Regions from separate parts of the Mus musculus genome. Here regions 2 and 3 are each linked to region 1. The links are chromatin contacts, called in public HiChIP or PLAC-seq and promoter capture Hi-C maps. All regions are on one chromosome and are shown on one strand. The core of a region is the stretch at or near the end of the contact, and the rest is flanking DNA. Distances in the headings are between cores, read along the strand shown. Region 1 holds the start of Slc16a13 (solute carrier family 16 (monocarboxylic acid transporters), member 13). Region 2 holds the start of Tmem95 (transmembrane protein 95). Region 3 holds the start of Camta2 (calmodulin binding transcription activator 2).

Region 1 (2,984 bases), core at 154-2,653:
CTTGCTACCCTCTTAGCCCGGTCTCAATAGCTGGGGTTGCAGACAGGCCTTATGTGTAGTGTTTTGCCTACATGTATTTAAGTGACCCAGATGGGTACATGCCTGTGGAGGCCAGAAGAAGGTGTCAGATCCCCTGGAACAGTGCGGGAGCTGACAAGACCTGAACCTTGTTCCTCTGAAAGAACAACAGCAAGTGCTCTTAACTGCTGAGCCATCCCTCCAGCCCCTACAGTGTGATTTCTTAAAAGCATAACTTCTTATACCATCCCCCTCTCGTTTGCCTCTTTCCCCATTGTTCTGCATATGAATTCCCAGCCCAAGGTTTCAAAGGTCAGAGTCCTGGGGAGCCTGAGGTACCATAAAAGAAAAGCCCAAGTCTTTGCTCTCAGGAGGTGAGGGGGCAGTGCCTCTAGAGCTCTGGTTAGATAAGAGGCTGACTGCTCCAGAGACCAGGGTCATAGCTTGCCTCTCTCAAGGTGTTCAGCATAAGATAAAAAACAAAACAACTGGTTAGGAAGTGGCCAGTACTAGAAGGCTAAGAGAAAGCTTCCAGCACTGCTGAGGAAAAAGTAGGTGGTAATGGGGGACTCTGGTGGTGTGACAGCCGCCCTTCCTCTTCTCAGTTATTTTTGGTCTCAGTGACCTGCTAGTTTCCTGCTAGTGGGGTCGGAAACGGCAGGAAAATAATTCTCATTACAGAAACGAATGCCAGGACTCCGGGTCGTCACCGGTCCTCGTTCCCCGCCTCCCCGCTTTATAACAGCAATACTGGGAATTGAACCAGGACCAGTTCAATGGGTCCTGTAACCCCCCTTTTAATTATGTAAAAAACAAAAACACAAAGAAAAACAAAATTGAGACGGAGTCTAGCTAAATTGCCCACGTTGACCATGAGCTTGCCTCTGCCTCCCGAGCAGCTAGGATCACAGTCTGCGCGTTCCTGTCTTCCCTCTTCCTCCGCCGCCCTCGGCTCAGCCGTCTAGAATTTTCAGGGCTTTTCTAGTCGTCCCAGGTGCTCTGTCAGTTTGACTCTTACCTCATAACCTGTCCCTTCATACCCACGCTGCATGGCAATTTTTGGATCCCTCACTAAGCAAGTGAGTTTCTGCCTGGCCAGGACCAGTTTATCCACAACCAGCCCTTTGATGCAAGTCTGGAAATGTGATTGCAGAACCGCAGAACCCTCAGGGTTAGGTCCCTTGTCACGTGGGACCTATCTTCCTCATGCCCCTCCCTACGCATGCGCCCCTCTCTCACTGCAGGTCCTGAACAATGCTGTAAACCCCGCCCAGCCCCTCCAGATCCACCCCCTGCTCTGGAGACCTGCATCCTAATTGGCGAACCAAGTGTTGGATGTTGGCCCACTTAGGCAGGTGTTAAATCCTCAAAGATAACATAATCCACAACCAGACTACCTCTCGTTAGGGTTGTGGCCCGAACCTGGTTTTATTTTCTGACCACTAAAGAAATCATCTGGCTGGAGTCTGGATCTCAGCTGCGGTCTAACCCGGCCCTGTGTCGGTGGCAGGTCCCGGTTTATAGGGCCTCCTTCCTCTTGGGGAAAGGCGCAGGCGCCACATGCTTTATCAGTAACTTCCTAGCTACCAGCCCCAGCTTAGCGCTGAGCGTCCTGCAGGGTAGGTGGGAGGGCCAAAGTGAGCGATTTAAAGCCCAGATCAGGCAGGGGCTCTTAGGAGTTGCCCCTTTGTTCCTTTCGGAATGGTGCGCAGGGCTGAGCCCCCCGACGGGGGCTGGGGATGGATGGTGGTGCTCTCAGCGTTCTTCCAGTCGGCGCTCGTGTTTGGGGTACTCCGTTCCTTCGGTGTCTTCTTCGTGGAATTTGTGGCGGCGTTTGAGGAGCAGGCAGCCAGAGTCTCCTGGATCGCTTCCATAGGGATCGCGGTGCAGCAGTTTGGGAGTGAGTGCGGCGTCCGGGTGCGGTGGCCTGCCACCCTCGGAGAAAAGAGGGAATTTGGGGACCAGAAAGGGGAAAGGGTCGGGAGGATGCTGAGGGAGGGTGGCGGAGACCACCTCGCAGAACCCATTCCAATTCCCTAGGCCCAATAGGCAGTGCCCTGAGCACGAAGCTGGGGCCCAGGCCTGTGGTGATGACTGGGGGCATCTTGGCTGCGCTGGGGATGCTGCTTGCTTCATTTGCTACCTCCTTGACCCACCTATACCTGAGTATTGGGCTGCTGTCAGGTGAGACCCTGGGCAAGGGCAGAAGTCTAAGGCCTGTATCTCAAGCTTCTGGGTTTTTCACCTTCTTCCACCTCTTTCCAAAAAGGCTCAGGGAGAACCTATGCCCTGAAGGGAATTCTTAAACTGAATGACTAAGTCAGAGATAATCCAGAAAACACAAGCCCAAACCCATCGGACTGGAGGGTAGAAGGGAGGTTGTTATTAAGATTGCGCTAGGTAGAGACCGAAATAGATATCATTGCTTACTTAAAAAATTAATAGTGACGCTTTCGATGCTTACATACCCGGGCAATGGAAGATTAATGTAGCCAAAAACAGTAGAGATGGGGCTCTTATTCCAAAGTTCTGTGTTAGGTACTTTAGGAACACTATCTTTTGTCTTCCCAGATCCCATAGAGCAGCGGTTCTCAACACGTAGGTAGCGATCCCGTTGGGAGAGTTGCTCAATTCTTTCATGGGGGGGGGGGGTGGTCACATAGCAGATGCTCTGACTTCAGATATTTTCATTACGATTCGTAACAGTAGAAAAAATACAGTTAGGAAGTAGTAATGAAAATAATCTTCTGGTTTGGGGGAGGAGGGTCACCACAACATGTATTGAAGAGTCAAAACATTAGGAAGGTCAGGACCCACTGTTATAAGGTGTGTTAACCCCATTTTGCAGATGAGGTGGTTGAGCCTGGGAGAGTAAGCAGAACACACAAAGTCACACAGCTAGAAAGTGTTAAAACCCAGCACTGTGAACACCCAGGTCTGTGGGCGTGCAAAGCAGGGGCTAGTCT
Region 2 (2,743 bases), core at 110-2,609, 340 kb after region 1:
TGAAAGTCAGGGATTCCACCATACCTGGCCAGAGCCTAGAGCTGGGGTTCCCAGATCGAGCTGCCCCCTTCCACCCCACAAGACTCACGAATGGTCCAGAAGGTCTACGCGGGGGCTTATCCTGGGAAAGCATCGTGGATTCTCTAGCCTGTTTTTGCTTGAGGATGGGTCCTCTGTATTCAGAAGTGTGGCAAAGTAAGATAGCACCTCTTTGCCCAGGCTAAACCTAGCAGAGCTCTGGCGGGTTGAGCACTAGGTGGGAGGACTTTGACTTATCAAATGTAACCTGCTCCCTAGACTGTGGTTTCCTTTACTGGAGCTGACATCTTATCCTACAGTAACCATTAAGAGGCCAGGACTCTCTGGGAGGTTTCTTTACTATGTTCCAAGCCACCTATTGTGGGACACTCCATCCTAGGGTGACATAGGGAGCAAGGAGAACCTCCATCAACACGGGGGCTAGAGCTCCCTTCTGGAATTCCAGAGGATCCTGTATGGAAGTGGGGCTGGACCATGGTGTCCAGAGGCCTCTTTCATGTGTGTGCGCCTGCCAGTCAATAGATCTGATGCTGCCTGGCTCCCTGCTGTCTTGGTTCCCATCAGTGTTGCTGACTCCTGTGCTTGTGTATTGGTCCTTCTGTGATCTTGGCCTGTCCAGGCCTGTTTGGGGTTGCTTAGAAACTCTCCAGGCTCAGGTACTTCTGTGGTATGTGTAAAAGCAGATTCAGATTTAGTTTAATCATAGGGTGTGTGTGTATGTGTGTGTGTGTGTGTGTGTGTGTTTGCATGTGTGTTTATGCCTGCGCTGCCACGTAGGCAGGAGGGCCTTGTTTGAGTTTGAGTCACACTAGGCCCTTCCTATGAGAGGTAAAAGCCTCTGGGCTTAGCTGGGCCTCTGAGACCTCTGGGAGCTCTTGGTTGCTGAGACAACCATGAGCCTGTTGCTAGGAAATAGCTGGGTAAGGAAGGCCTAAGGCTGTCCTGGGCAGCCAGGAGCTAGAGTTGGGAGAGTCGGGGAGGGTGTGGGAAGGATAGCATTTCTGGGTTCCTGGGCGGATGGGATACACACATAAACATGGTCATCATTGGGTGGAGTCATTCATCTATCACTGTGACTTACAAGAAGAAAAATAAATTGCTTTCAGAACCATGACGTGTAAAGGCCACTATCCCCTTGCAACAGAAACCCTGATTTATCCGTCCTAGAGATACGTTTTAGCCTCCAGTTCTTGGGGGCCCAGGGGTGGCTCTACCGGAGCCGAGGGGTAAGACAATGGCATTGTTCTGGATCAGTCTAGAACCTCCGACATGAAGGGTCAGAATCTGGATCTCAGAGAATTCTGACTCTTCCCTGGTCTGAGGGGGTCCAACTCCTTCCATACCCCAGCAGGCTTCATGTGGGTGCTGGCTCTGGGTGGGGCTTTCTTGGCCGTGGCCAAGGCTTGTATCTTCTGTCGTCTCCAAGATCATGCCTTGGCAAACCGCCTGGCTCAGCTCAATAACCAGACGAAGCCGAAGTGGAAATGGAAGGAATGGGCTTCCCCAGATTTCTCGGCCTTTGCCTTAGGTAATATCAGATATGCAAGGTTAGCTCAGCAATAGTCACCACTGGATCCTAAGGGGGCTGGCGCCCGAGCTCCTAGCTGTGCATCTCAGCCATTGCTTCAGTCCATAGCCCTTTCTGGACACACTAGCCTCTCTCTCTCTTTGGAAGAACTCTGTGCCCTAGGAAATAGGAAAACAAAAAAACAAAAGACAACACAAAACCCCCCAAAACTCTAGAGCCTACTCTAGCTCCTTCTTGTCCATCTCCACAGATGAGGTCTCAATGAAGCAAGTCACAGAGAAAACTCACCGAGTCCTGAGAGTCATAGGTGAGGTCTGGAGAAAACGGACACTTTGAGACTTAGGAAGACCCAAGACGAGACGGGATATGGGGGGAGGGGAGGTGAAGAGAGGGACCGATCTGGGAGGGGGCCTGGAAGGCAGCTCCGATGAGGTCTAGGGCAATATAGCTGTGCTGTGCCTCTCCAGAGAAAAAAGGATCCACCTCCTTGATTCCATTATACTGGCAATGGCTTCAGAAGACCAGGATCCCCCAGTACACCAGGGAAGGTATTGATGGGGAGGGTACCAAGGAGACGCCTAGGATTTGTAGCCCCGTGGGGCATGACTGAACAAGTCAGCCACTGCTCCTTGCTTTTCATTGCAGCTCTTTGTGCTCCTGTCTGCCGTGAGTAAAAGAAAAGGCCGTGGAGCCCCCTGGGGAGCGAAGAGAGTAGGGCGACGGCCTGAGGAGCTTGGGCGGCTGGGAGGAAGGGGTTGGAGGCGGTGGCTTCGCTTGCCAGCGCTGCTCCTATTGTCTCCTGCAGGGGGCAGCACCATCCTGTACAACTGCTCCACCTGCGAGGGCAAGGAGGAGTCTTGTTGGCCCCAAAAGCACTGCTACCCAGGTTCTTTAATCCTCACCCTCCTAAGGCCCCCTAGGTTCCCTGGTGTGATCCACAGGATCATCCACGGTCTCCTGGGTTCCTTGCAGACAGTCACGATCTGTGGGACGCTAGGATTCTGCTCCTATGTATCTTCGGAATTGTCCTGCTTTCGGGTGTTGTGAGCCTCCAAGTGGAGTGAGTTGTGGGGATCTTCCCAACCCCCTTCCCTGATTCTCTTCAGGCCTCCCATCCTCTGTCTCCTTTCAGGTACCTGAACCTGCAAGCAAAAGACTTGTGAAGAGGAGGACAGC
Region 3 (2,810 bases), core at 152-2,651, 470 kb before region 1:
TGGGTCCTGACTTAGGTCATCAGGCTTGGTGGCCAATACCTTTACCTGCTAAGTCACCTTGCTGACTCTCAAACATGATTTCTATAGTATGGAAAGAAGCAATTGAGGGATGGAAGTCATATAAGCTGGAAGGCGTGACATGGCCCATGATTACAAGAAAGCACATCGTTAATTGGGGGTCACTGTTTGGCCCCTGGATCAAAAATTCTTGTCTGTGAAGAACAAAAAGTTGGGGTGAATTGAAGGTCAGTGGTAGCACCTGTGATTCTCAGCAAGAAGTGCTTCAGGCCAGGGGTGAGGGATGAAGAGACTGGAAGACTGACCTCCAGGCACTAGTCTCCTCCATCTAATGTCTCCACAGACTGAAGAGGGCCCAGTGGGGCAGCTCTGATGCTACACCTGAACTTCCAGCACTTGAAGAGGGCTTTGAACTCCTAAGCACTACAAAATACTTTGACGTGGAAGAAGAGAGGGCAACCTATCCACAGAAAGAGACTTATTCTGTCACTCCCAGAGATCAGGTAAAACTGGAGAGGAACACAGTAAGGTTAGGGAGGAAGTCAATTCATAATCAAATGGGGATGTGGCAGAAGCCAAGAGCCAGGTAGGATAGCTGGTTTAAGGACGAAAAGTGGTCAAGAAACTGAGCTTTTGAGGGTATGTGCCTGAATTTGGCAATTAAGAAATCTGGAGAGAGTCCTGTTTTTCCATTCTTGCTTTTCTTATCCCCTTGCTCTCAATTGCTCTCACCTACAGCTGCTTTGGACTCCCTGGACTCCTGTAGGCCAGCAGGGGACTTATGCCTCTGGGCAGCTAAGCTCTTTGACCTACAGCACTGCTACAGCCAGAAAGAACCCCGTTTACGATCCCCAGGCGATGGAGTTGGAGTCTGAGGAGTAGTGGGAAATCATCCAGGCCCAAGCTACGGGACCCAAGATCAATTCAAACATCAGGACTCCCTAGTGCTGGCTTCAGAGCGGATGTTTTCTATCTCTGTTGTCTCCATCCCATAGCGTAGGCATTCACAGCCCACTTGAGTTCCTATCTAACTGCCCAGTACACTCGCAGCCGGGTTTTTCTCTAGGCCAGAACCTGGTCTTGTGTTCTCTCTGTTCTGTTATTAAAGAGCACCAAATAGTCTTGTTTCTGTGCGAGGTAGTGATGGAAGGGGAATGAAAAGGCGGACTCCGTTGATTTTTTTGAGGATTCAGGACAATGAAGTTAGGCTAGGTCCCTAAATTTGCCGAGTCTCGCCCGAGGCCAGAAGAATTCTGCATTCTCAAGCACTCTCCTTTGCCTCCAGGGCTCTGGCCCTGGACCTCTGCCCACGCCCCATCCTCCTGCGCCCACAAGTCACGTCAATCGGCCGAGCTTCCGCCTCCGGATCCCGGTTCTCCTCAGCGCTATTGCCTCTTTAGGGACGGTCCAGCAGCGCGTCTCGTAGACTGGCCCAGAGTCCCAAGTGTGCTGACCCCAGGTTCCCTTCCCGACCCCCGTTCCCTTAATTGGGAGGCCCCGCCCCGTGCGCACTGACGTCGAACGCCGCTGTCAGCCGGCGCTAGGGGGGGTCGGTTTGGGGTAGAATGGCCGCTGCCGCCGTCACCCGCGGGACCCCGGGAGGTAAGAGCCAGGGCCTCTAGCCCGCCTCTCCGCCCCCGCGCCAGGGGGCGCAGCTCCACGCGGCCCGGGTGTGGAGCGCGGCGCTGGGGACCACCGTCCCTCCACCCCGTTTGCCCCCACCTCACCGCTTCCGTCCTCTTTCCCCGCGCCAGGGGGCGCCGCTAGGCGCAGGGCCCCTTCACGGATCAGAGAGTGCGGGGAGAGTCCCCAGACCCCCTCCCCGGTCTCCCGCACTGCCCCTTGCTGCCAGGTGTTCATGAACTCTGCTCAGCTGCTTCTCCAGAACATCCGGGTTTGCGGGCGGGACCCCCTCCCACCTCCGGGGTTCTCCCAGGACCCCTGCCCCCTTTGGGGAGAGCATCCCACCCCCGGCGACAGTCTTAGACCACCGCTCTCAGGCCCGCAGTCTCATCCGGCTCCAGCTCTGCACCCTGGCAAACTGCCTAGCCAGAGCTGCGCACCTGCACCCTGGGGTGGACTTTTTATCCCAACCCTAGCCTCTCTGCACACCTCCGATCCGATCCTGAATGGGCTTCCACCCCCTCTCCATCCCCGGACACCTGGCAGAACCCGCGCAGAGAGCCTCCTCCAGCTCCCATCTGTTCCTCAAGAGGGCGGAGGCTCAGGCTGGAGCCAGAGCAGTAGAGGGGATATGGTAGGCTGGGAGCCAGAGAAGAAGCAGAGGTTGGGGAAATAGGAGTGTTAGGGTGAAGTAGAATTCTAGCTGCAAAGAGGAAGCCGGCATGTCCCACCCGGAAGCTTACTCCAACATGTCTATTCCAAATTCTCCCAGCCCCTGACCAACCTGAGAGAGAGCACATGAGGTCAGTTATCAGCTCTACCCTTCCTCTTAGAAAAAGTCAGAGAGAGAAGGAAATTGGGGTGTGTCTTCAAAGGCCCAGCTTGTTACCGGACTTGGACTTAGATCTGCTTTCCTTCAGCATCCAGGTTTTCTTGCCAAGCCATCCTCCTCCTAGGACCAGAGCCCCAGCTCTCACAACTTGCCTACCCTTCCCTCTAGCCTTGCTCTCCCTTCCTAAACGTACCCTGAGTTCTTTTTTCTGTTTGATTTTTCCGTGGAGAAATAGATCTACTAACTGACCTCACCTACTCTCTCTCAGGTCGGTCAGGGCCTGTGAGAATCTAGGTTAGACATGCAGGATCCAGCTTCCTGCCCTAGGGAATGCTCC

Evidence for each region. Promoter capture Hi-C pulls out the DNA fragments that hold promoters and counts their contacts. HiChIP or PLAC-seq counts read pairs in DNA pulled down with a chosen protein or histone mark.
Region 2: a contact with region 1 is called in a promoter capture Hi-C map of liver, with 2.2 times the contacts expected there. The contact joins the promoter of Tmem95 here to the promoter of Slc16a13 in region 1. A contact is called at or near these places in 7 of 39 promoter capture datasets (the 3T3-L1 cell line, 3T3-L1-derived adipocytes, cranial neural crest and 2 more), 1 of 15 datasets of contacts at CTCF or cohesin (large pre-B cells), 19 of 484 Hi-C or Micro-C datasets (B cells, CD4 T cells, CD8 T cells and 11 more) and 5 of 115 datasets of contacts at active chromatin or transcription factors (bone marrow-derived macrophages, embryonic stem cells, extraembryonic endoderm stem cells and 1 more).
Region 3: a contact with region 1 is called in an H3K4me3 HiChIP or PLAC-seq map of forebrain, with 2.7 times the contacts expected there. The contact joins the promoter of Camta2 here to the promoter of Slc16a13 in region 1. A contact is called at or near these places in 7 of 39 promoter capture datasets (cranial neural crest, embryonic stem cells, hippocampal neurons and 3 more), 7 of 115 datasets of contacts at active chromatin or transcription factors (SST interneurons, embryonic forebrain, embryonic stem cells and 3 more) and 2 of 9 other capture datasets (adipose tissue and liver).

What each region holds. Positions count from the first base shown.
Region 1 is chr11:70,219,413-70,222,396 of GRCm38.p6, reverse strand. Slc16a13 (solute carrier family 16 (monocarboxylic acid transporters), member 13) reads left to right here and starts at 1,403. Exons shown (of 4, transcript NM_172371.3): 1 at 1,403-1,918; 2 at 2,059-2,202. The coding sequence starts at 1,720.
Region 2 is chr11:69,876,671-69,879,413 of GRCm38.p6, reverse strand. It overlaps Tmem95 (transmembrane protein 95), which reads left to right and starts at 1,359. Exons shown (of 7, transcript NM_001195710.2): 1 at 1,359-1,567; 2 at 1,818-1,874; 3 at 2,035-2,115; 4 at 2,213-2,233; 5 at 2,373-2,453; 6 at 2,540-2,627; 7 at 2,700-2,743. The coding sequence starts at 1,396. The coding sequence ends at 2,730. Kctd11 (potassium channel tetramerisation domain containing 11) reads left to right here. Exons shown (of 1, transcript NM_153143.4): 1 at 1-1,150.
Region 3 is chr11:70,686,696-70,689,505 of GRCm38.p6, reverse strand. Camta2 (calmodulin binding transcription activator 2) reads left to right here and starts at 1,401. Exons shown (of 23, transcript NM_001190376.1): 1 at 1,401-1,620. Inca1 (inhibitor of CDK, cyclin A1 interacting protein 1) reads left to right here. Exons shown (of 7, transcript NM_001252484.1): 6 at 362-521; 7 at 757-1,145. The coding sequence ends at 900.